4 separate regions of the Mus musculus genome follow, and regions 1, 3 and 4 are each linked to region 2. Evidence: chromatin contacts called from public HiCAR-type and HiChIP or PLAC-seq data. All regions are on one chromosome and are shown on one strand. Each heading gives the region's core, a stretch centred on a gene start, on an enhancer-like site or on the middle of the called end of the contact. The rest is flanking DNA. Distances are from core to core; before and after follow the strand shown.

Evidence for each region. HiCAR-type assays count read pairs that join an accessible place to other places. HiChIP or PLAC-seq counts read pairs in DNA pulled down with a chosen protein or histone mark.
Region 1: a contact with region 2 is called in an H3K27ac HiChIP or PLAC-seq map of embryonic stem cells, with 8 read pairs. The contact joins two enhancer-like sites. A contact is called at or near these places in 1 of 39 promoter capture datasets (hippocampal neurons), 4 of 15 datasets of contacts at CTCF or cohesin (embryonic stem cells, hippocampal excitatory neurons, large pre-B cells and 1 more), 16 of 484 Hi-C or Micro-C datasets (the HPC-7 cell line, bone marrow-derived dendritic cells, bone marrow-derived macrophages and 7 more) and 37 of 115 datasets of contacts at active chromatin or transcription factors (the HPC-7 cell line, Th17 cells, bone marrow-derived dendritic cells and 24 more).
Region 3: a contact with region 2 is called in a HiCAR-type map of embryonic stem cells, with 2.9 times the contacts expected there. The contact joins the promoter of Pdk1 here to the enhancer-like site in region 2. A contact is called at or near these places in 1 of 39 promoter capture datasets (embryonic stem cells), 1 of 484 Hi-C or Micro-C datasets (forebrain), 8 of 115 datasets of contacts at active chromatin or transcription factors (the 230-238 cell line, T-cell acute lymphoblastic leukemia, embryonic stem cells and 1 more) and 2 of 9 other capture datasets (embryonic stem cells and liver).
Region 4: a contact with region 2 is called in an H3K4me3 HiChIP or PLAC-seq map of embryonic stem cells, with 35 read pairs. The contact joins the promoter of Itga6 here to the enhancer-like site in region 2. A contact is called at or near these places in 2 of 39 promoter capture datasets (the 3T3-L1 cell line and hippocampal neurons), 6 of 484 Hi-C or Micro-C datasets (bone marrow-derived macrophages, cerebral cortex, cortical neurons and 3 more), 28 of 115 datasets of contacts at active chromatin or transcription factors (the 230-238 cell line, the HPC-7 cell line, the SCID.adh cell line and 19 more) and 4 of 9 other capture datasets (adipose tissue, liver, macrophages and 1 more).

The regions. Positions count from the first base shown.
Region 1 is chr2:71,800,878-71,807,114 of GRCm38.p6, forward strand. The region is part of intron 1 of Itga6 (integrin alpha 6); the gene reads left to right. Among named protein-coding and RNA genes, the nearest start is that of Itga6, 17 kb to the left of the region's middle. Within about 2 kb of position 4,479, at least 61 of the 459 cell types and tissues checked have an H3K27ac peak or open chromatin away from gene starts, as enhancers often do. A contact at or near this core is called in differentiating embryonic stem cells, embryonic stem cells and trophoblast stem cells, where this site is marked.
Region 2 is chr2:71,625,421-71,631,635 of GRCm38.p6, forward strand. No RefSeq gene overlaps it. Among named protein-coding and RNA genes, the nearest start is that of Gm36909, 27 kb to the right of the region's middle. Within about 2 kb of position 4,146, at least 83 of the 459 cell types and tissues checked have an H3K27ac peak or open chromatin away from gene starts, as enhancers often do. A contact at or near this core is called in cerebral cortex, cortical neurons, differentiating embryonic stem cells and 9 more, where this site is marked.
Region 3 is chr2:71,867,920-71,874,577 of GRCm38.p6, forward strand. It overlaps Pdk1 (pyruvate dehydrogenase kinase, isoenzyme 1), which reads left to right and starts at 5,305. Exons shown (of 11, transcript NM_172665.5): 1 at 5,305-5,646. The coding sequence starts at 5,451.
Region 4 is chr2:71,785,348-71,791,743 of GRCm38.p6, forward strand. It overlaps Itga6 (integrin alpha 6), which reads left to right and starts at 1,592. Exons shown (of 26, transcript NM_008397.4): 1 at 1,592-1,973. The coding sequence starts at 1,792.

The sequences.
Region 1 (6,237 bases), core at 3,229-5,728, 180 kb after region 2:
GTCGAGAGAAAGTACCTATTTCTTCAGGGATTGCCATTTGTACTAGCAGCTGTCCCTCAATAAGGCCATCTTTAGATTGCCTAGCCAGTGCTTTTCTTACCAGCCCCACCCTACTTCCTGTAGGCTGTGTTCTTTTATTACCTGGGAGGAGCTCGCGCTCTCTCTCTCTCTCTCTTTCTTTTTTGTCCGTTGGTTCTCATAGGCTGATTTCTCAGAAGCTGTTGGGATCTGTCAGAAAAAAAACATTGTGGGTTCCTAATGTGAGGAACTCGGAAGACAGACTGGGCTCCAGCTTCTCTGTATTTTCTTAGAACCTTGACTTGGAGCTTGGCATTTGCTGCCCTTCAGCGTGCCCCGGGGTGTCCTGCTGTACACTGAGCAGGTGTACTCTAGTACTGTACCCAGCCATGCTTTGGGGGAATCTTGTTGCCATTAGAATTATTTACCACCTGGCACCTGTGGGTGAACTTGGGGTCTGCTCCAAAGTGGAATCGCTGCCCTTGTTTTATAGATGAAGAACTGGGGGCTGAAGATTTTTCTGAAGCCATCACTCTAGCTTCCGACAGACAGACTGAACTGTTCTCACAACCCCCTCACATTCAGAGTTCTCCCTATTGTACTTCCCACTCAGGCCCCTACCCCACCCTCACTCCCGAGCAGAGACACACGCAGCCTCTGTGCTTGTCTTTATAAATGTCACTATACATTTAAGCAGATCTGTCCAAGCCCCAATCCTCTTCTCTCTCCTTGAGAGTTAATGGGGGCGACAGGCCTTTCTTACTTAGGAGCTAGGCTTGGATTTGCCTCAGGATGAGAAATGCAGAAGTCCCAAGTGTGTCCCGTTGGCCCCTTGTCCTCTGATACCTTTCTGATCAGGGAGTCCTCCCTCCCCTCCCCTCATGGCTTTAGATCGGATCAAAGGTGAGGCCTGACTCAGGAGGTGACTCACCCTGTGCTCAGTAAAGTCAGCTCCTCCTATGGGAAGTGATGACCCAGGCAGCTTGGACAGTATCCATGGTTTTCAGAGACAACCTTAGGAGCCCACAGAGACGCACTTGCCAAGCTTCAGCTCCCTGAGCTGTCTGACTCTCCTGTAAGGGGGAGGTGAGGGACCACAGTTGAGCGGCTCCGCAGAGTGCTCCTGGGGACCTCCGACCTAGAACTCAGGAGTGAGCTCCTCTCTTCACTGCTGGGTTGTGCTGTGCCTCGCTTGGCTGCGGCACAGCATCGTCGGAACGCCTGCCTCTTAAAGCATCAACATTTATTTTCTCAGTATCTTTCAAACTGTGCTTTGCAGGTGCGCTTCACTGTTAGGGCCAGGCTGTCGGCACCCAGTGCCTGTGCAGAGTAGGGGTGTGTTTATGTGCTCTTAGTGGGTTGTCATGCCTCTGGGATGGATGGCCCAGAGGCGTTAATCTTTGACTCTTTTTTTTGGCCTGTAGTTGACTCAATGGAGATGGCAAGTGTAGGCCTGTCTCATTCAATTATAAGGTTTACCTCCACGGCCTGCTCTGTTTTCTTTGCAAGATTTCCAGTGACTCATGTCTGTTGACTGACAGTGTATTTTAAATTACATTTTTAATGTATTATAGTTGTATGGTACAAAGAGTTTGTGAAGTGAAAGTCACACTCTGGTGCTTGGTGTACAGTAGCCCTGCTGGTCCTAGAGGAGGCCATTGTTCTGCCAGTTTCCTGTAAAGGAAAAAACAAAACAGCAAACCATGGTTTGGATGTGGTGTGTCCCCAAGGGCACTTGTATTGAAAGTGTGGTCCTCTGCAGGCCGATCAGGTATTATTTCATGGGATCATTACAGCACCCACTAAGACATTTAGATCATTTCATATAGTCTGTGTTGATACCGAGATAACAATACATACACTCCTGGAACTCCCTAGGTATTTCTGATTATGGTCTTGCTCTACCTGGCTGTTATGGTACAGATGACAAGGTGCAGGTTTTCTGGAAATAGTAGCTATTACAGGCATGTACCACATTATCTCAGTAATAACAGGCCCACAGACAACTAACCAGGCATGGATGAGTGAGTAGTACAAGGTGTGAAGGTATGGGAGTACTTCCATCCTAGTAAATATTGCTCCAGACAGCTCGAGTGCCCCTCTGCACTGCTGTGGCCACTCTGCATGGGAAACTCTGATGCCCACCACCCAGCTGCTAATGGGGAAATAAGCTGTCTGCAGTAGGTAGCCTCTGGGCTAGCTAACTGGTTCCTAAGCCACTCTGGTCCCTAAATACTTTGTAAATATCCAAGTGCCACAGAGTAGTAAATGATGTCATTGTTTAAATAACTTTGTTTGGTGTTTGTCACATTTGTGTTTAAATTTGCTCATGTTTCTCTTCACAGTATTCTACTTCTAAATCTAGGTTTAAGAGAAAGAGACCCAGCCAGGCGTGGTGGCACACACCTTTAATCCCAGCACTCGGGAGGCAGAGGCAGGCGGGTTTCTGAGTTCGAGGCCAGCCTGGTCAACAAAGTGAGTTCCAGGACAGCCAGGGCTACACAGAGAAACCCTGTCTCGAAAAACCAAAAAAAAAAAAAAAAAGAGAGAGAGAGAGAGAAAGAGACCCAGCTAGGGATGTAGCATAGTGGCAGAGTGTTTGCCTACTGTGTGCAAGGCCTGATACTCAGCAGGGCAAAAAAAGAAAAATCCCCAAAATCCTCTTCGGGTTTTATGTTTTGCTTAGTGCCTTCCTGGTCTAGCAAAGCTTGAGTGTCTGGTCTCTGGTATTGGGACTCACTATCTAATCTTCCCACCACTGGGGCCTCAGCCTTATCGTCCAAGATGGCAGAGGATGACAGAAGTGAAGAACAAGCTATAGGTGCATGCCCCCCACCATACCATAACGTCTTAAGGAGGGGTCTCAGAAGCAGTCATAGATGCCTCGTTCAGCAGGACCCAGTGTGACGTGGCCAGGGGGAATGGGGCCTTAGGGAATTTGTCCTCTGGGCAGTCTTAACGCCCAGCTAAAAGCCTTTTACCATGGAAAAAGAGGGAACCTGTACTTGGCATGGGCCAGCACCCCTGGCACCACTGCCAGCTGTATTGCTTCTGTTATCACAGTTAGAAAATAAGCTGTGCGAGCATATTAATTTCCTTGTTAAAACAGTGAAAAATATGGATTTCCTAAGCTTGTAAAAGGTAGTAGAGTAGGTATGGCACTCAGCCTGGTGTGAGCGTGTTAGATATAACTTATCTCTTCCTGGTTTTCATTAAAAACATTTTACTGAAGAATGATGAAACCTGATTATTCTTTCCTTTGCAAATGAAATATGAGCTCTTTGCTAGCATCTACTAGGAAAACTTGACTGATTATATTGCTCCTGTGTGTTGGCATATGTAAAGATTTCCTGGTCATTACCTACTTGAATATAAAATATTAAAAATGATAAGTAATTATAAAGTAAATATTCCCTTAGCAGAAATTTACTAGACTGCCGCCACCATGTGTCAAGGGTGAAGGTCACAGGTCCAGATGTTTACAGCTTTCCAGGCTGGTTCCTTGAAAGGAAGATTGAAAGTCTGGACTCCTGTAAAGGACAAATGTGATTTGAGGACTGAGAAGTGGGTCATCTGATCACTTGCAAGTCTAGGACATGATTAAATTCCACATTTGACAGGCTCTGGCAGCCACTTTGTGAAATCCCAGAGTTGTTTGGAGATATGCCTTAAAACTGGGAACTTTCCAGCCCAATGGTGGTGGCGCACGCCTTTAATCCCAGCACTTGGGAGGTAGAGGCAGGCGGATTTCTGAGTTCAAGGCCAGCCTGGTCTACAAAGTGAGTTCCAGGACAGCCAGGGCTACACAGAGAAACCCTGTCTTGAAAAAAAAAAACAAAAAACAAAACAAAAAAATAAAACCCTGGGAACTTTTCCTGTCTTCCCTTTTCTGATTCCAGAAGTCAGAGTTTTTATTGCAGCCCTTGGATAGTATCTTGCTGTTCTGAGTTGCTTTGTCAGCTAGGGAACACTTTCCAGTGCATTAGTTTATTATTTTTAATAAACTGATAAATAAACTAATAAATCATTTTTAAATGAATTAGTTTTAGATTTATACTTTGAAGTTTGAGTTGAGTCGAAATGGAATTCGTGACCGCTTTAAATATGGCCAGTGTTTATTCTGACTTTCTTAGTGTTGGTATTCCTTTCCTTAGAGGTGACAAAAGTCCTGATTGTCAGGAGATAAGCAAATGTTGGTGGTCCAAGGTCACATCAAAGACAGATGCAGAGGTAGAACCAGAACTGTTCCCAGCCCCTCTTCCATTTTAGTCTGACCACTTGCGCAGACATTCCATTAAATGTGAGTCAGTGGCTGTGATCTTGCTTTTACTCCCACCCCGGTATGAGGTAGAGGTTTCTGAACCGTTCGGTGTTATAGTTAATAGAAACAGGTTTGGCCTTGGATGACCCTTTTGCCTGATCTCTGTTAGTCAGAGACACGCCTGTAGGAAACTGCACAGGTCAGGTAAGAACTAGAACCCACAGGCTTAGCTGGTACATGCGTTCCCGGGTCACTGGCACCTGGGGCTAGTCCTAGCATGCTTTTTCAGAGAGACAGGGGAAAGGCTCTTAGTTTTTGAAAAGGCCACAACCAAATTACTGGTCCTGTGATCTGGTTAAAGGCAACAAGTAATTTCTGGGAGCTCCTGGTGGGTATAAAGCACTTAGTAGGCCTTAATTATAATCGCCTCTGGTAAATAAATATTCTTTTCAAGAGTTCATTGGGGTTTTGGGGTGATGCCGTCAAACCAAGCCAAGAGTAGACTTAGGGATTTAGTGGTTCAGCACAAGATCTGAGAGCTAGGGAGTGCTGGGTACAGCTCCGTGGAGTTACTTATCCAGCTGTTTGACCTGGTAGGTTCTTGTCCTCTTTAACCATGGGTCCATCCACATTAGTGAAGTGAGAGGAACTGGTTGTGTCCCTGGGCTCAGAGCAGAGTCCTGCTTGCCTTATGGCAGCATCCACAGGATAGCTCCTGTTGTTAGTGCTGTAACAGCTTGTTGCCCTTATTTGGTGGTGAGCACGTTGTCTTGGTGGGAGGTTTCTGGTGTTTTGAATGGAGGTTGTGGCTTATCAGCTTCTGTGTAAACATGAAAACACGAAGGAGGTGAGCAGATTGCTGGAGCTCCTACTGGTCCAACTGGATTGGCCAGTTAAGGTAGTAAAAAGGGCTTTCTTTTTCTTTTAATTGTTGCTTTTGGCCTTAGGTTATTAAAAACTGGGCCCAGATTCCTGTCCTCAAGGAGGTGATAGTTAAGTTGGGGTGGGAGAGATGCTGGCCCAGCGAAGTTCACTGTGAGAAGGTGGGGTGTGGAAGGCAGACTCACAGGTAAGGCCAGAAGCTGTAGCCTGGGGATGGTTAGAGGAAGCAGCTTTCCTGTGTGTTTACTGGGGAAGCTGGATATTGGGAAACATGCAGAGGTGTGTGCTAGGGTGTGCCTAGGAACTGAAGAGAGCAGGGTGCCTAGGGTGGATATCGGGGTGTGGTTCCAACATGGAGGGATGGCTCCCAGTTGTAGCTGGAAGGAAATGGCTCAGCAGGAAGAGCCTTGGGCTTGAAGACCTACCCGTGTCAGGAATGTCTGAGTCCTGGGTTCTTTATCTGTAAGATGGAGACAGCTATCCTCCAACTGCTTAGAGATCCACGGACGAGAATGTGATTGTCGAACGTTCTATAAATATGGGTAGTTTGTGTATTATTTGGGCTTTCCGCCAGCCATATCCAGAGATGCACGAGCAGCGTGTACCTGCATCCACCCTGGAGGCTAACGAGGTGTTCAGTGCTCATCACACCAGCATTGAGAACGGCAGTGACTTTTGCCTGGAGGGAAACTCAAGTTTTACCAATATGCATGCGTTTAGTTCCCTTGAAGCTGTTTCGAAATGATTTCTTAGGACTGATAAAGTAGGACACATTGAATGGGATAATATTTGCTGGGGCGCAGCCCTGTGCCGACAGACATGCTCCTGTGGGTGCAGAGTTCTCGAGTTCACCAAAATGAGAGAAATGATGATTTTGTAGCTCTTTTAAAAATGAGAAATGTGGGAATCTAGATTTTAAAATATATGTATATATATATGATTATGTACATGTGTATAAATGAAATGTGTGTATATGTGTGCACAGTTTATACACACACACACACATGTATAAATATAAGGAAGCAGAAAGGGGACTATTTGGAGGGAGGAAAGGAACCAGGAATAAGGGAAAGTAT
Region 2 (6,215 bases), core at 2,896-5,395:
AGCCAGTACAGAGTCCTCAGTCACATGGGGATTGTTCCTAGTCAAGGCAGCTGGAGCCAGCTTTGCCGCTGCCCCCAGAGAGTCAGCTGGCTGGTGGGATGGCTGACAGGGGTGTTGTGTGCTGAATTTCTTTCCAAGGAGGAGGAGGAGGAGATGCCAGCTCTTCTATACATCACCCTCTGCCACCTGCCAAGGAGGCGAGATACCGCTGTGGAGAAAACAGCTTTTACTTATTCCTTTGTATCAGGGCCTGAATGCAAGCCAGAAGCAGTGGGGTTTGGTTAATAAGCTAGCTGGAAATCATGCTAATGGGAGTGCCATTGCTGGGAGCCCTCCAGGCTGGGGAACGTGTGATTGAATGTTGGGGCTCTCAAGGAGTCGTTCCCCCCCCCCACCCCGTGTCCCTCCCCCATCCATTTTCCCAGCCATCCTAGTCCAGTCACATCAGCATGGCTGCAAGTGAGCAGCAACAGTGACAAGTGGGGGACAAGCAGAGGTCAGAATGGGAGTCACTGTGAGGTCTTTCTGTGCAAGCCATTACCACAGCCTCTCTAAAATGGTGGAAGGTGAAGGGCCTTAGGCTCTGAGAGAACAGAACAGTTACCAGTACCTGCACGCTCAGTATTTCCTGACAGTACTAGGTGGTGTTCCCTCAGAACAATGTCTTGTCAAGACATTGGCCAGAATAGATTCCATACATAAAGGGCCCATCATCTGCAGAAGGAATTCTTCCAGCCTGGGAGACATTGGGGTTTGACCTCGCCCACCCTCTGCGTGACCCTTGAATTATTGATCCTGGTTCTTTGCTCAGATCTGAGTTCCTTGCTGCTCCCATTATTCATGTCTCCTGGAGAACCTGTTACATTGTATGATGTACCTCAGACAGGCGTGTCTGTGGGACTTGGGTTTTACTGGAGGCAGATGTGGTAGAAGGTTCCGGAGAAGCATGGAGAGGCAGTTAGGCTCTTAGTAAACCTCGGAGGTTTACTACGCCAACTTCAGGGACAGCAGTGGCTCTCCTGTTTGTGCCTCTCCTCTCTCACCTTGCCCCCAGTTCGTGTCGGCATGCCCATCCCCGCTTTGGCTCACTCCTCTCCCTTGGTGACTAGTAGGTTTATGAGTCCAACAGACAGACTTAAGAGAACACTTGTGTTTTTTAAGGCATGGCTGGCCGCTCCCTCCTGAGTCATTGCCCTGCCCAGCCGCCTTTGGTGAGTTGGGAGGAGAAGGGGAGACTAATGACACGAAGAATCTTTAGCCTGGAGAGCCACTTCCTTGTGGCAAATCGCTGTGTGGAAGGAGCATTTGTATAAGAAGCTGGGGGCTTTTCCGAGGCAAGCCCTGTTCTCGGCATCATCGGCATTGCCTGGGACGGAGCAGGGCACCACGGATGTACTGAGGCAGAGGTCATGCCCTTTTCCTTCTGAGGGTCTGACTGAGAACCCCACAATAGCTTTGCTGCAGCAGCCTGATAAGGACACATCTTTCGAAAGTCATTTTTCATCCTGTTCAATAGATGCCCTTGGTCTTAACTGATCCGAGTGCTTTTCTTGGGTAAATCAGTCCGAGTGGAGAGTTCCAAATCAAACCCTGTTCACATCCTTCGCGATCACCAGGCTGTACAAGTGAGCGTGTATGCATACTTTCAGACTAGAGGATTCTCTCTAAACGACCCCATTAGAAGGAGAAATGCAATCCTCTGGCAAACTCCTTGCTTTCTGTCCCTTTAGAAAAGGGATTTATTGGGAGACAAGGCTCATGTATCCAAACACCGCACCTCCATCCTGCCAGCCTAGCGGATCTGTGGCTTTATTTATAATGTATTTACACAGCCCAGCAGCCATTGAAGATGCCTGCTTAATGAAATGCTCGGCTTGTATTCGGATGGCACTATCGGGAGTCATTATGAGTAAATACGTGTTCAGATTTATTTTCCTTCCCCCAGAGGTCTCTCAAAGGTCCCTGAAGGTAAATATTTGCATGGTGCCCGGTTTGTATTTCCCCAGCCTAATGTGGTACTGAGGTAAGTAAGAAGCCTAGCCTCCTTCCAGCCAGCTTGTTAGCATGCACAGAGACACTTCCCTCTCTGCTGCCTGTGGCATTATGACTGCCAGGAGACAGACAGCACCCGGGCTGGGCCAGCAGCCACTTAACCAGCTTAATGCACCCTTGGGCTTGCTGCATCTGAGCGACTGTACGCTGCCTTGGCGTCGTCAACTTGCAACTGATGAAATAATGCTTGTTCAGGAAGTGCAGTCCGCTGTGGATCTGCACTGCTGTCCCAGTGTTGGGGAATGCGGGGGTGGTGGACATAATTCTCAAGAATCCTGAGAAACTAAAGTCTCTTGAATTCTCAGAGCACTTTTTAGGAAGTAGAGCAGAGCTCCCATTCATATCATCCGTTTTTCCTTCAGACTCTTAATTAATATTCCAAAATCAACCAGGGGTTGCTAAGTCCAGGGTTAATTTTTTTTGAGTGATTATCTTTATTTATTTATTTATTTATTTATTTATTTATTTATTTATTTTGGTTAAAAGTAAAGTGACAAAGAATTGTAAAGTGCTATTAATATATACATTTTCTTGAATTGCAAATTAGGAGATGAAACTTAAGGTTACTTCATAAAAAATACGATTGGTCAGGGGCTGGCAAGATAACTCAGCGGGTAAGAGCACTGACTGCTCTTCTGAAGGTCCTGAGTTCAAATCCCAGCAACCACATGGTGGCTCAAACCACCTATAAAGAGGTTTGATACCCTTTTCTGGTGTGTCTGAAGTCAGCTACAGTGTACTTATGTATAATAATAAATCTTTGGGCCGGAGCGAGTAGAGTTACCAGAGCGAGCGAGCAGAGATCCTAAAAATTTCAATTCCTAACAACCACATGAAGGCTCACAACCATCTGTACAGCGACAGTTTGCTCACACAAATAAATAATAAATAAATAAATCTTTTTTTTAAAGCTATGATTGGTCATTTTAGAACGTGTCATCATCAGCCTAAAATGGGATTAAGAAGAGGTCTTGAGAATCTATTTTATGGCTTCATAGTTGAGTGGAGCAAACACCTTAGAAATTGGTGTGTGAAAAAAATTTACATTTTTAACTTGGACTCCAATATAAGGTGGGTAGTATTGTAGTGTACAAAATGCTATCGGCTCTTGTCTGTAGATTTGAATTTGGCACACAAATACTAGGCTAGACTGTGATTACCTGTTTTGGGGATCTGGAAAAGAGTGTGGCAGTTTCGAATGCCATTTGTATAGGAATAGCAGCTAAGTACCTATGAATGGGCCTGGCTGCTGCGTGGGGGAAGATCCAACTGTTAGGGTTTTCAGGTCATTGTGGGAAACTCAGGATGGAAAGCCCCAGCGAACATTTTTTTTTTCTGCTCCTTGGGAAACTTACCGCCTCTGTAAGGGGTCATCCCCAAATGGGAAGAGGGGAGAGCAGAAGGCCAGTGAATTTTTTGAGAAACTGGCAGCCCAGCAGACATTCCGGCGCCAGCAGGACACCCCTGGAACTGAAGGTCTTTGTACCAGGAATAAAACAGTACTTCTTCCTTGAAGGAGAGAGAGTCCTGCCTCTTGGAAGCGGTTGGTGGGACCCGGGTGTGGAGATTTGGGGGAAGGGCCTGAGGACTAGAGAGTAGAGAGAGGAAATCGAGTTTTCCAGGGCCAAACAAGCACATAGGAGTTGGAAGCTGACAGTGAAAAACTTTACAGTGACACTGGCAGACGCTTTAGTTAGGAACTCACTGAAAGGGTTGCATTCTTCTGCCTTAGGGTAGGTGATGGAATGAAAGCATTCCCTGGAGGAAGTCTGGACCACCCCTAGACTGCGGAATTGATGGGTTCACTTAGATCCTACAGGGAAGATCCGCAGTAGGCATCTGGGCCACACATTTTACATAACGTCTGCACGAATATCCGTCCTCCAAACTCCAACGCAGTAGGCTTCCCAAGCAACTCCATGGATTCTGTTTTCAGGGATAAAGGAATGAGAAGGATGCTCCCAGAGGAGAGGTATGGAGCTGTTTCGAGGAAGGCGGGGAGCCAGGTCGCGTTGTCTGGTGCAAGGCAGCCGGGCGTGGAGTGTGGCCAGCGGTGGGCAGCTGTGCAGCGAGGGCTCGGCAGCGTTGTCAGGAGTGGGCGTCGCGGGGAGAGCCGCGCTCTAGGACAGCTGGCGCCGCCGTAGCAGCGCTGAGAACGCTGACAGGTTCTGCAAATAACAGCTGCGGAACAATCTTTCTGTTTGGACAACGTGGGAAGGACCATTGTTCACAAATTGGTCTCTTCAATAACACCTGCGTGCACAGTTAATAATCTGTTGTCGGTCTCCCCCGGCTTTCAAAGACAAAAGACAGCAGCAGAGGGAGGAGCGAGAGGTGACTGGAGAAAGCAGAGCAACTTGGAAACCTGGCAGGGTGCAAGTAAGGACTCAGGGTCCTGTTCCCGGATCCACCTCGGTTGTTCGCAGCGGGTCAGCTTTCATTCGCCTCTACGGCTTTTATCCTTGCTGGCCACCAACATCGCAGCGGCAAGCATCATTTCCTATGCAGTTGCTAAGCACCCTTCCTTGCAAGTCAGCGGTCAATACTGCTAGAGTGGCCCCAGGATAGGAAAGGTCACACGTGTGTAAGTAAATCGAAAGGTTTATGAGACGCAGGTGGCTCATACTCCTGAGAGCGCAGGATTAGCATGTCAAAGTCAAAATGGAACAGAGATATGTGAGCCCCGCCTCCTGTGTGCACAATGCTTTGCAAATTTAGGATGGTATTCTTCCTTGCACTCTCCCATTCAAGCTCCAATCACGATAGCATGGAGTCGCCCAGAATACAAGCTGCATCCTAACAGAGGAGGAACAAAGTGACCAAGTGGGGACTTGGCTCTTGTGTTTGCTGGCTTACATCCTGTGTCATGTTGCCTTCCCTACACTACTTTGTACAAAGTGTTGAGTTATTTGCATTTTATTTTGGCCTTTTTCCTGCCTTTCCTACCAGGCCTAAAATTAGGTAATAAGCTCATGGAGACATGGGACTGTATCTTTCCCATCTTTTCTGTACTGTCCAATGTGGTTACCTGGTCACAGTGATCAATAGGGTCCAAGTTCTGTTCCCAGCCCTGATAGCAGCTGGCTGCCTGTAACTCTGGCTGCAAGGGGTCTTATGCCTCTCGGGCACATGCACTCACGTACACATATGAAAACACAAATTTGAATAAAATAAATATTTTTAAAATATGAAATGAAGGCAATTGTATGCTAGCCATAACTACTGAATACCTCCCCCCCCCCCCCCCCGTATGGTAGTGCATACCTTTAGTCTCAGCACTGGGGAGGTAGAGAGGCAGGCAGATCTCTGTGAGTTCAAGGCCAGCCCAGTCTACAAAGTGAGTTTCAGGACATCCAGAGCTAGATAAAGAGGCCCAGTCTCAAACAAAGCAAAAGAAAAGAAAAGAAAAGAAAAGAGGAGAGGAGAGGAGAGGAAAGGAGAGGAGAGGAGAGGGGAAAAAAAGAACATTCTTGGGAGGCAGAGACAGGTGGATCTGTGTGAGATGGAGGCCAGCCTGGTCTTTAGAGCAAATTCCAGGACAACCAGGGCTACACAGAGAAACCTTATCTCAAAAACTAAACAAAACCCAAAATATGTATGTGTAAAATAGACTTAACGAATCACATAACATGCATATAACATATGCAAATAAAATTATTAAAACATCATTTTACATAAAAATCTGAGATATATAGAGAGAGTTAAATCTAGTGAATTTGGTGTTTGACTCCAACATTAAAAACTACAAAATACTGCTGGGAGTAATAGATTATATGCTCATGGGTTAGAAAAACTTGATTTCATTGGACGATATTTCTCTGGATGGAGAGATGCGCCCATGATTAAGAACACTTGTTGATCTTGCAGAGGACCCACAGGATGACTCACATCTGTAATTTCAGTTCTAGGGGTTATAATACCCTCCTCTCCTGAACTCCATGGACAGCAGGCAGGCAAGTGGTATACATATATACAACAGGCAAACCACTTGTGCACATAAGAAAATAAAATATGAAAATGTTTTAAAGATATTTCTCCTCAAGACAAAGTTTTAGTAGAAACTGATAAGTTGGCTCTAAAATAGATATCGGAATCCAAAGAATTTAGAATAATCTAAAACTATATTGAGTAGAAGTATAAAGATGGAAGATTTTCATGACTTC
Region 3 (6,658 bases), core at 4,055-6,554, 240 kb after region 2:
AGAAGACAAACACAGGTGAATCTATCGAGTTTGAAGTCAGCCGGAGATCATACACAGTGAGATCCTGTCTATAAATAAATAAATAGAATTTTAAAAAAGGATTATATAAAACATCCCACATAGATGAGTAACACAGCTCTTTTTTAATGTCCTCTTCAGCACCAGGACTTCTTAAGTTAGAAACAAAAAGGTAAGATGAGGGGACAGGGAGAAGGAAGGAGAGAGAATGTGACAGACTATGTATGATCTTACTTGCTCATTCTCTATATGTCCGTGGAGGGTTGGGAAAAGAGAAACAGCACTTTATAAAACAGGTGATGGGTTGGTGAGATGGTAAGGGTAAAAGCTGTCTCCAGGCTGTTGTGGGTTGGTCTAGTGCTATGTATACAAATGCTAAATTCTGAACCCTAAGATCTGGTTGCTCCCATATGAGTGAATACAAGCCTTTGTTGTGTGAGCCTTGCTCCCCAATTTCAAGCTATTGGTTAAATAAAAGTGGCTATAGCCAATTACTGGAAAGAACAGAGGTAGGTGGTGCTTCAGTTACTGGGCTGGGGGTTGTAGATAGGGAGAAAATGAGAGAAAGGAGGAGAAAGAAGACAGAGAGAGCAGGAGGTTTCCACTAGACCAGGAGTACATGGCGGAGGGAGAGAATTGCACTCTGAGGACAAACTGCATCCCAGGCAAGACACAAGTAACAGCAGTAACTTGTGGAGCACAGCTGAGAAATAGGCAATCTAGAAAAATAGATTAGGGATAGTTGTGCTAAAGCTGATTAAATAAATCGATAGGACTGTCTCGGTTATTGGGGTCTGGCCAGGTCATCTTAATAACGAATAGAGTTATTTATAACATGTATAACACCACCAATCCAGGCCCCACCACTGCTGGCAGGTAGAGGTGGAGGGAGATGAGCAGTGCTGTGCTCAATCAAGCAGAAGGATCTGGAGCTCAAGGAATGATCCAGAAAGAAGAGGAAGAAGAGAGAAAGAAGCAAGAGAGGTTGAAGTTAGAGTAGTAGAAGTGGCCAGCCATGGTGGCACACACCTTTAGCCCAGTACTTGGGAGGCAGAAACAGGCAGAGATCTGTGAACTGGAGAAGAGGCTGAGCTGCCTAGTGAGTTCCAGGCCGGCCATAGATATATAGTGAGGGCCTGTCTTAAAAAAAATAAAATAAAATAAAATAAAATGAAATAAATAGAGAGAGAGAGAGAATAGAAATAGATGAGAGGCGCTCGAGAGAAGGCTCAGTAGTTTAGAGTACTTGTTGCTCTTGTAGAGGACCTGGGTTTGGTCCCAGCACCAACATGGACTCTCATGATGATCCAGAACTTTTGTTCCGGGAGATTTGATGGCCTCATCTGACACCCACAGGCACACACATGGTACACATACATAGATATAGGCAAAACACTTATACACATAATAAATCTTTAAAAGATGGATAGGAGGTTATCTGAATGATGTTTATATTCAATTTTAAATTATTTCCTACTGAACCTCTGGCACACCATGTATGTGGAATAGTTCTCATAAAATCCTAATAATGAGATGCCTTTTTTGTTTGTTTGTTTTTCGAGACAGGGTTTCTCTGGGTAGTCCTGGCTGTCCTGGAACTCACTCTGTAGACCAGGCTGGCCTCGAACTCAGAAATCTGCCTGCCTCTGCCTCCCAATTGCTGGGATTAAAGGCGTGCGCCACCACGCCCCACACATAAGATACCTTTTTATTAGCTCTTTAGTAAGGCCTGGGCATTGTGTAAACATATATAACTATACTATTTATGCTACGAAGACTTATGAAGGCATTTGTTGTACTTTCCTAGTACTATATTGATACTCAGTGTCTTAGTTAAGGTTTTACTGCTGTGAGCAGACACCATGACCAATGCCAAGTCTTATAAAGGGCAGCATTTAATTGGGGCAGGCTAACAGGTTCAGAGGTCCAGTCGCATTATTTATCATCAAGGTAGGAGCATGGTATTGCCCAGGCAGACATGGTGCAGAAAGAACTGAGAGTTCTACATCTTCATCTGAAGGCAAATTTAGGAGAATACTGGTTTCCAGGCAGCTAGGATGAGGGTCTTAAAGCCCACACCCACAGTGACACACCTACTTTAACAGGGCCACACCTTTTAATAGTGCACTCCCTGGGCTGAGCATCTACAAACCATTACACTCAGAGAGATTAAGACAGACACACATGGAAAGGCATATGACTGACAGAGCACAGTCAAAGCATTAAGATGCAACCCAGGCTCTTTCCTTTACAATACCCTATTTTCCCACAGCCTCCCAGGGCCATCCTTATAGAGCTGTTTTCTAGACTCCTATCTAAGGGTCACTAACAAGAGCCCCTCCCTCCATGATGTCCATCTGACTGAAATGGCTGTATAACGGACAACAGTTTTCCATGTTGAATTGTGTCTGTTACTCTGTGGTTTCCATCTGCTCTCCGGGTCATCCAGAACAAACTTAATCCTTTCAAACAACAAGCTCTCCTGCATTTGACAGGATGGTGTTGTAAGATACCTGAAATTCCTGCCCCAAATATGCTTCCTTTGGCAGATGGATTTGAGCTACAGGCCACTGGAGAAAAGCAGTAGACAGTGGAACAGCTATAAAAATAGGTTGTTTTGTTAAGGATATTTCAATTTATAATGACTTATCATTTCTCTAAACAATCATTTCACTATACTATATTGGAGATATTATATGCTGGGATTCAAGGCCACTTTTTTTAAAAATTATCATTCCCCAGCTATACAGCACAAATATATGAAATAGGCATCTTTTTCTTGTTTTTGTTTCTTTACAGGGTCTGATGCAACAAAGGACTTAATGTTAGAATAGCCTTAAAGACCCATTAAGAAAAAAACAAGCCGGGCGGTGGTGGCACACACCTTTAATCCTAGCACTTGGCAGGCAGAGGCAGGCGGATTTCTGAGTTTGAGGCCAGCCTGGTCTACAGAGTAAGTTCCAGGACAGCCAGGGCTACACTGAGAAACCCTGTCTCTAAAACAAACAAACAAACAAACAAACAAACAATAAACCAAAAAAGAAAAAACAAAAAAACCAAACCAAAACCAAAAAACCCTCTAGGGGCAGGAGAGATGGCTCAGTGGTTAAGAGCACTGACTGCTCTTCTAAAGGTCCTGAGTTCAATTCCCAGCAACCACATGGTGGCTCACAACCATATGTAATGGGATCTGATGCCCTCTTCTGGTGTGTCTGGAAACAGCTACAGCAGTGTACTCATATAAATAAAATAACTCTTAAACGAAAGAAAAACAAACCTCCATCTGGTGAAGGGGCTAGATTCTCTGGCCTGGGTGGAGAGCTAACATTGCAGTTGGGCAGTGTCAATCACCTGGCCTGGGACTGCTAGGAAAGCAAACTCGCCTTCAGCTATCCTAAATAGGTAGAAGAAATATTTTGTCCTTTAATGAGATATTGTACTTTTCCTTCCCAGAATTCCTCCTTCCCCAACACTGTTCCTATAAACCACCATGAGGTACTGGGTTGGAGTCAGAAAGGCACAATTTTCCCTTTTTTCCTCCCTCCCTTTACCCCCTCCCTCTTTGATGCTGCTTTTTCTGATACTTTGGGCTTCCTTACCCTTTTCTCTAAGGCCCCCCTTCCCACCCTGTGGCAGACCTCCATCTGACCTCCATGCCAGTAACTGGAGCAGCATAGGTCTTTTCGTTGGTTTGTGCTTTTTTGTTTGTTTGTTTGTTTGTTTTCTTTCTTTACCCCATTCTCCTCCTCCAGGCAGCTGCTGAGATGCACAGCTTGTTTACCTTGGAGGTTTTTTTTTTCTTCTTTTAAACTTTAATAAAATTATCCTTGAGCTTCCACTTTAGTCTATTCTTAAACTCTTTTCTAAATGAGACTAAGAACCCCAAGAGGAGACCACAATTTCTACTGGATACTTGAGGAAAAACAATTTTTCTTTCTCTAGAATCAAAACCACTTGCTTTTGTTTCCATGCGGACAATATCCCCGCTTTGTGCTACACACAGTTTGTTGGATACAGAATAACAGCTTTCTTTAAAGGGACTCTGATCTAATTTCTGTTTTTCTGTGTATGTTGGGGGAGGGTGGGCAGGTATTTGTTTCTTTGTTTTCAGATAGGAGTCAGAATAACAGGCTGGCATGATTTCGGATGACCTTAGAATTCTCACCTCCCACATTGCTGCTTCCACTTGCAGATCGCTGAAATTATAAACCTGGGCCAACACAATGTGGGGGGGTGGGGTGGGGGGGGTTGCTTTTGTTTTTTCTTTCCTTGTGCTGGGGATGAAACGCAGGGCTTTGGATATGAGCTACATCCCAGACTTCATGATTTGTGTTTTTTCAAAACCCAATAGCGAGCGGGGCAGTGGTGGCGCATGCCTTTAATTCCAGCACTTGGGAGGCAGAGGCAGGTGGATTTCTGGGTTCGAGGCCAGCATGGTCTACAGAGCGAGTTCCAGGACAGTCACGGCTATACAGAGAAACCCTGTCTCATAAAACATAAACAAAACCAAAACAAAACCCAAAAGCGACCAGCATGGAGCTATGAAGTGTTATTCGGTGTGTATTCTACATAATTGATAAACTTCACACGTGGCAGGATAGTTTTCTTGCACCTAAGACACAGCAAATGTTAGGGTAGTTGGATGGGGACTTTACAGTGTTCAGAAGACAGACGTGATTTTCGTGGGGTTAGATATTAAATATGTTCTAATTCTACATTCACTATCTCTATACATTGAAAAGATGGAGCAGGCACATTGTAACTCTAAGATGAGTTAACAGAAAAAGAGCGAGTAGTCTTTAAGTACTGTGGCAATATTGCTTGCATAAAGTGTTTCAACGCGCTCTTCCCGGGACTTTCGTTGCTGTGGAATTCTTTAGAGCCACACCCCCAAGTTCAACTCTTGTACCACTGTTCGGCTGCACCTGCAAATCAAGGGCTTGCATGATCCAAGGGCAATGAGAACAGGCTCATTGCCAACGATCTCGCACAGCCTAGAGCTTTTCCGCTGAGACTGGGAGGGCGGAGGAAGTACGAAAGGGTGCAAAGGGGTGCAACACAGCGCAAGCTGGATCGTTTAAGCCGGGCTCCCACGGCGGCCACTCGCTCCGGGTGGTTTCAGCTGCACCACACCCCACAAAGCTCAGCAGCGCTCCCTTTTTTTTTTTCTTTCCCCGCCTCCGTCCTCCCAGGGCCCCGCCTACATGGGCGTGTCTTTAACCAGGGGCGGTGGCTAGCGCAGCCTTTCGCCCTCCTCCGTGCTGTCCGTGCTCCGCCTACGGGGGCGTGGTTCCAGCGAGGGGGCGGTGGCCGCAGCGCTGACAGCAGCTCCCCGCCCCCGCGGCCAGCCACGTCCCGCACGTAGCGCCCGGGCAGCGGCATACAGCCGCAGGTTGGCGCCCGGAGCTCCGGCTCCTCCGGCGGGGCTCGGTATGAGGCTGGCAAGGCTGCTGCGGGGCGGCACGAGCGTCAGGCCGCTCTGCGCCGTCCCCTGCGCCAGCCGTAGCCTGGCCTCGGCCTCGGCCTCGGGTTCCGGGCCGGCGTCGGAGCTTGGCGTTCCGGGCCAGGTGGACTTCTATGCGCGCTTCTCGCCGTCGCCACTCTCCATGAAGCAGTTCCTGGACTTCGGTGAGGGCGGCCGCTGGGCCGTCGGGCCTCTGTGCACGGGCCCCGTCCTCCCAGGCGCACCCCTCCTCCTCCCTCGTGTCGCCCCCCCTGCGTCTTAGGTGCTTCCTTCCTCCTCGGAGGGAGCGGGCGCTGGAAGGCCGGGCACGTAACAGGGACGTGCGACTATAGTGTGTTTAAAAAAAAAAAAAAAACTACAAACCCAAAAAAACAAAGCAGGGGGCCCGCGGCTGCAGCCTTCCGCGCACGTGCGTAGGTGCGCGCTTGGGGACCTGGTGTCTTTGGGGATGCCTTGCTCAGGTTCAAGGCCAGGGCTCAAACTGCTTCGAGGGTGGTGTTCTGCAGAGGCGAGATCGGTGCCAGCACAGTGGCGATCGTTTGGAGTGGCGTGATGGCTGGAAAACAAGTTACTACTGGCCCAGTGCTTTCCTCGCCAGTGTTTTCACCGAGAGCAAATTCGTTTCAACAGCAGCCAGTCTCAAGCACGTGTAAAGTGCATGGTCTTGTCTGTGTGTAACAGATTGCAGAACTGCAGAATTAGGCCTTTGACTTTTGGCTTCTCATCAGGAGTAATGAGGCGGAAAGGGAAATGCTTAGAATAAACTCTTAACATTGAAATCCGAAAGTTCTGGAGTAGAAAAAGTTATCTTCTGTGTCGTGCTGCCAGGTTATAACATGGTTAGCACGCACGAGAGATTAGTGGTGGGGGTAGGTACTTTATCTTAAAATTGTGGTTTGAAGTGACAGGTGCTTTTCCTTGTGTTTCTTTAGTAAGGGACTATGAAAGGCCCCCGTTTTGTGTGTGTGTTTTGCTTTTATTTGTGAATGCCTGTACTGTGGTGTAGCAATGTTCACCTTGTTCATGAATACGCTATTAAACTTTGGCAAGATGCTTTCCTTAATAATACTGCTACTGTTGACAAGATAGTTTTCTGCTAAGGTTCCATCTGCGAGGTCCACTTAGTTTCAAATGGATTGCTGAAATGTGACTTTTTTAGTTCAAGTGAAGGTGCTT
Region 4 (6,396 bases), core at 342-2,841, 160 kb after region 2:
CTGCTGGGGACTCACTCTGGCAGCTGCTGCCACCTGTGAAGACCACACGTGATATTCACATAGCTTCTCTGAGTAGCTCCAGCTGTTCTCTTGGTACAGATGTAGAAGGACGCTTTGGGTCTCCCTTGGGACTGCACCCTGCTTCTATTTCCTATGCATGCCTGTTAGGTTCCATGGAAAGGCCCTTTCCAGCATCAGGAGTGTACAGCCCACTGTGATTGTTACCCAGCTCTGGGCAGTTGGTCCTGACTTGTATAGAGAGTTGGCTCAACACAACTAGAGGGAGCACACCACTAAGCAGTTTTTATCCATGGTCTCTGCTCCAGGTTCCCGTCCTGAGTTCTATTATCTGGAAATGTAAGATAAAACAAACTCTTTTCTCCTCAGGTGGCTTTTGGTTAAAATATTAAATTACATCGATAGGAGACAGGGTAGAACAAGGCCCGTTCAGTAAGTTACTGAAAACCAAGACCCTATGCACAACATACATGTTTTTAAGAAGAAAATCGATTATATTAACATATGTCAAAATGTTAACATTTTTTTCTATAGTAATAAATTGCTTCTTTATTGACATACATCGAGATCTAGCAGAGTAGCTACCTAATAACAACTGTAATTTGAAACATCTGCAACAACCAACTTTTCTGGATAAAACAGTATTTTCTACTGATAATTGGGTTGTTGGTACAGTCTCCTGCCTTTGTGGTTTACTGTCTACATTCATAAGAGAAAACATGCTAATCTAAATGTCAGAGGATAATAAAAAATGGTTCACTAAAATGTATATTGTTTGTTCTCAACCAAGTTCTGAGCGTCCCTGAAGCAAGTTTTTCTATCCTAAAATAAACATGCCTCAAAAGCCAACACCTCGCTGGAAAGCCCCACCCTATGCCCGCGAGACTCAAGCCTTCAAGCCACCCACACGGACCTCTAGCTGTCTCTATCTATGCAGTTCTAACTAGACTAGGAAACTTAGGGTAAGAAAAGGGGACAATAGCTAAACTCCAGGGCCCAAGATAGAAGGACTCAGTGTTCCCTACCTAGAGATCTTCCCACAAAAATCTGAGTTGACTTTTTTCTTTTCTTTTCTTTTCTTTTCTTTTCTTTTCTTTTCTTTTCTTTCTTTCTTTTTTTTTTTTTTAAAAAAAAAACCAAAACTCATCAGCACAGAGAAGCCCGCTTCCTAGGCCTGAATGAAACAGTGTGTTTTTAAGTAGCACAGCAACGTTTTCGACGTTTGGGTCCCTGGGGAGCCAGCGAGTATGCAACATCAAGCCAACCCCAAGAGCTGGGCATACTTAGGCGCGTCTTGAACCCTTGGAGAACGGATGTCTTTGCAAGTCAGCCCTATGAGGCCCGCAGTTCAGTGACAGGTAGAAAAAAAGCCTGGCTAGTCTTGCCAAGCTCCGGGACGCTTCCGGGCAGGTGGCGGGAAGGTGGGAGGGCTGCGGCGGGTGCGCCGCTGCGGGGCGGGGCCGGCAGGGAAGGTGCGTGTGGCGGGCGGGGCCTCGGGAGGGGCGGGGCGGGGCGGGGCGGGGCCGGAGTCCCGGTCACTCGATAAAACGCTTGAGAGTCTCCAGAGAACAACGGGCTCATTGAGCAGCAGCTAGCTGCGGGCGTGGGGGAGCGGCCGCACAGTGAGCGTGAGCCGGCCGGGGGTGGGGCCGCGCGCAGGGGCGACCGAGGCCAAGTGGCCGCAGCGGCGCGCCAGGCAGCCCGGCCCCGGCCCCGAGCCCGCGCGCACAGAGGCCGCAGCAGCTCCGCGGGTCCCTCCCACCGCGCGCGCCCATGGCGGTCGCGGGCCAGTTGTGCCTGCTCTACCTGTCCGCGGGGCTTCTAGCCCGGCTGGGTACAGCCTTCAACCTGGACACCCGCGAGGACAACGTGATCCGGAAATCGGGGGATCCCGGGAGCCTCTTCGGCTTCTCGCTCGCCATGCACTGGCAGTTGCAGCCGGAGGACAAGCGGCTGTGAGTTCCCCGACTCTTCCCATCCCCACCGGGGCGCCGCGCTGCGCCAGGGAGAACGAGGGCGCGCCCTGCTGCCGCCCGTCCCGCGTGCCCAGAGCCTATCCGTGGGCTAGCCCAGCTCGGCTCTGCTCTGCCCTGGCCTTCCCTACCTTGCCCTGCCCTGCCCTGCCCTGCCCGCTCGCACTTCTTCGGCCCAAGACTTGAGAGATCCGGGCCCGCCGCGCCCTGCACACGGCGCCTCCCGGGAGTGAGGAGAGCCGAAGGGACAAACCCCGGGCCCGGCCCCGGGATACTTGACTTTCCCCCTCCCCTGAAGTGCTTTCCGCGGTTCTCCACTTCGGGCTTAGTTTGCAGGGACCCCGGCAGGTGGCACGCTTTGCTGAGCTTCACGTGTGCACTAGGGACAGTGATGGGACACAGGGTTGCGGGAAGTCTTCCAGGGAAATGCAGGCCTTTCTCCAACTCTCCGACCGTCCGGTCCCCTCCCTCGTTCGCGCGCCGCGTGGAAGTTGGGAAGCCACTTTTCGCTGTCCCGTATGACTTTCCCTGCAGAGTGGGCTCTCCTGCAGGAGATACTTTAACATGCTTCTTAAAAAGCACCTGTTCCTCAGGACTAGCTCAGCTGTGAAAACAGGCTTCTTCGAGTCGGTGTGCTAGCTCCCCCTCCCAGCTCCCTGATAGATCAGCAGCACTCAAGGATCCTCCGGCCCCAGTGCTGGGTGGGCCTCACGGAGGAGTTAGAGCAAAGTGCCCCTTCTAGGAGGGACTTAGAAAAGAAGGTTCGGAAGTGACAGTCATCCTCCCAAGTGTTTCTTCCAGGAGAAAGCGACTGGCTCTGCCTTTTAAACAGTGTTGGCTCCCACATGACCCAGTTCTTTGATTGGGGAAGATTTTCTGGAGCTTAGTCGCCCAGTCGCAGTGGGGTTAAATTCTTGATCCATGCTCATTCCCACAACAAAAGGTCCTCCTCCCCGCCCAGGTCTTGAGTTGAACCCAGGTCCTTCCAGGACCAGCAGACCGGAGAGAACAGAGTGCAGCCAAGGGGAAAGGAGAGGCCAGAATTATTTTAAACTGGAGAAAACTCCCTTTTCGGATATTTAACAACTTTGGGGTTTGTGCATATTGTGGACTTCAAAATCTTAAGGTCAGATTTTTCTGATACCACCTGCTAGGTGAAGCAGAAGTCTATTGTGGGTGGGATAGTCCCGGGCAGGGAGGGGGTCTGACTCTGCAGGCGTGGCATTCTCCCGAAAATAATTGTTGGTCAGCTGTAAATCTGAAGTGAGAGGGTTTGTTTGTTTGTTTGTCAACTCAAGAGGATGACATTTCAAATCTCAAACACTATTCGAGAAACACATACATTTACCCATGGAGGATTTGAACTTAGTATAGAAGTGACTGTGGGCCAACAGAGGGAAAACATTCTTTGCCTTTATTTAGCATTCTGTCTGTATCAGACCACAGAGATTGGCTTCCTGGATGGACATGTCCAAGCAGACATTATAATGGGGGGAAACTGGGGCAAGAAATGTCCTGAGGACAATGATTTCAAATTGTGCCTTTAGCCAGGAATCACTGTTGTCATTAAGGTGAGCAGCCTTGGGCCTGCTAAAACTTGTCACTACCGCAGGGCTTCTCTGCTATTACAGCTGCTACAGGTCCTCCCAAGACAAGTTCTGGTGCCTTTAAAAAAAAAAAGCCATAGAGCAGTGTTTCTCAAACTGTAGGTTGTGACCCCTTAACAGCGGTTGCATATCAGATATCTATATTACGATTTATAAGAGTAGTAATATTAGTTATGAAGTAGCAATGAAATAATTTTATGGTGTGTGTGTGGGGGGGGGAGTCATGGTGTATGTGTGGGGTGACCACAGCATGAAGAACTGTGTTAAAGGGTTGTAGTGTTAGGAGGGTTGAGAACCACTGTTGTAGAGGACGACAGATGGGAGTACCAGGTCAGACCCTCAGATGAGAAGAGACCCATGGCAAGGGGTACTGGGCCACACCCTAGAACCTAGAGGCAGAATCTGCATTCCAGGAGGCTGTGGGTTCATCTTGTGATATACTCTCCCAGGTTCAAGAATAGCATCAATCCTCTGAGGAGAGTCATATCATGCCCATGGCTTCCTTTTACGGAGAAGAAGGTGGGTGTCAGTGCTAGCCAGTGAGACTGATGGGACTCTGGGCCCAGTTTCCAAACTCAGTGACAACATCTCAGGGACCTGGGGATAGACAGCTGAGTTTAGGTTTCTTGGTCATTGGCACTGATAACCATTTGCTTCGAGCTGTGGTTTCTTCACCTGTACAGTGTAGGTGTTTCTGGGTTGTTGTGAAGATTAAAAGAACACGCAAAATGCTTAGTGTCTGCCCGGTCTGCCCAGCATGGACACCTGTTGGCTAAATGGAAGCTGTTGATAGCGATGCATTTAAAAGTAGAATCTCTAGGCCTACAGTGTTAGATGCCAGCTGCCATACAGGTGTGGTAAGTGTTTGGTGAGTCTGTGATCACCTCACATTAAAACCGAAGGCTCTTGTTTTAAATTAATATCCTGAACTCTCAATCAGACTTATGAACACCAAAGCAGCTAAACTTTACTCCGCCTTAGATTCATTGCAGAAGCAAACTTCTTGAACTTATGACTTTGAGGCAGAAGATAGGTGGGCGGGCGTATAAGATAAATGCACAGCTATAGAGAATGTATCATAACATATCATAACATATCATAACATAAGGCCTTGTCTCTCTTTTCTTTCTTCCTTTCTATTATTTATTTTGGATTTTAAACTTCCTATAATGCCATCTATATATTCAGTAATAGCTTTAGTTAAGATTTTATAGGGAGTAATACTGTGTCTGAGAGCCCCCAAAACACACTGGATATTGCTGATATTTGGGGACTGTCACATTGGATTAGGCACTTTAAACTTTATCTATGTTTCCCGGAGATAAATTACATAAGACTCCAGCAGTTATTAAGCAGACAGCTGAGTGACTGAGGTTGGGTTATAAGCACTTTAATCCTCCCTCTCCTTGGTAGGTGGGGCCCAGTCATCTCTAGCCGTGGAAGGTACAAAGTGATGACTGAATAGAATCTATCCTGTGACTCACTCACTTGGCTCTCTTCTGGGCAAGGATGTATCTGTGTATGATCACCTGGGAGGAGCTGCGTTCATGGAGAGAAGTCTGCTTCACTCCTAGTCTTCATTTTCTCCTTTTGGGTTGTTCGTTTGTTTGTTCGGTCTCCTCCATATTGTCTGAGCGCATCCCAGGCCTACTGTTCTCTCCTCACTTGGATGCTTGTTGACTGTTGGACTTACTCAATTGTCGGATGTAGCTGGAGATCATGCAGTCCATTCGACCCCTTCGTAGATGGAGAAACAGGAGCTGAAGGTCATGAAATGTCTTACCCGAAGCTTTCCAGCTACTTAGGCAGAATCTTAATCAAGATCTGGTTGTGAAGGTGGTATTTCTGGCTCACGCCTGTGCTCTTTTTGTAAGAGGAAACCTCAGAAACGACCTTCAGATGTGGAGGCATTGGCAAGCTGCTGAGTTCTGGAAATGTATTACAGTGTGTTGATTCATTGAACTGCTTCCCATGTAGGTCAGGGCTATCTATTTAAGTATCAGTACATGGACTCTCTTCCTAGTCACCCTCAGCCCAACTGGCTATGGGTCAAGCTCCTTCTGACAGCTAAAGGATGCGACCTGACGGCCTCTCGCCAGGGGTCAGAGGATGTGCACCCAGGCATTTGCTTCCTTGATCTCATTCCTACAACAGAGTGAGTGGCTTGGGGCCATCTTCTAAGAACTGCTGTGTCACCTTGAGTCCCAAGAGTAGGGAGAAGAAACCGCAGTAGTCAAAGGAGACTTAGAAGACATATTAGGAACAATACACTACCATTTAAGATTTTACAGTTTGGAAGTACTGGCATTCTATGGTACGTGGCCCCAAGGACCTGGATTTAACATATTTCTGTACCAATATGGCAGTGAATTCTGTGTTTTAAATAGCAACAGTGGAGCTAAAACAAAAATACGGTTATTTGCTCCCAGGTGTGCATGAAACACTGAGTTGTGCTGAGTCAGCTCATCTTTAAAAAAAAAAAACCAAAAAACAAACAAAAATAACCCTTCAATTCCAAGAACTAGCCTACCTTAGAGCAATTTCTTCATCCCTTGAATGCAGGCAGCACATGTCTGGCAGTTCTGAGGTTTAAGCTTTATTCATCTTCAGGGGGTGATGTAATCTCTAACTGGGTTATAGGTTCTGTGAGGGCAGGGACCCACGGCTCCTATTTGCAGACAGCACCTAGCTACGCCCTCCAGATACAAAGGGGTCAAATCATACACTCAGTTTAACTTCTGAAATCAACTGCTCTCGCTGAATGTGTGGGTGGGTGGGGGTACGCTGCTTTGCCATTT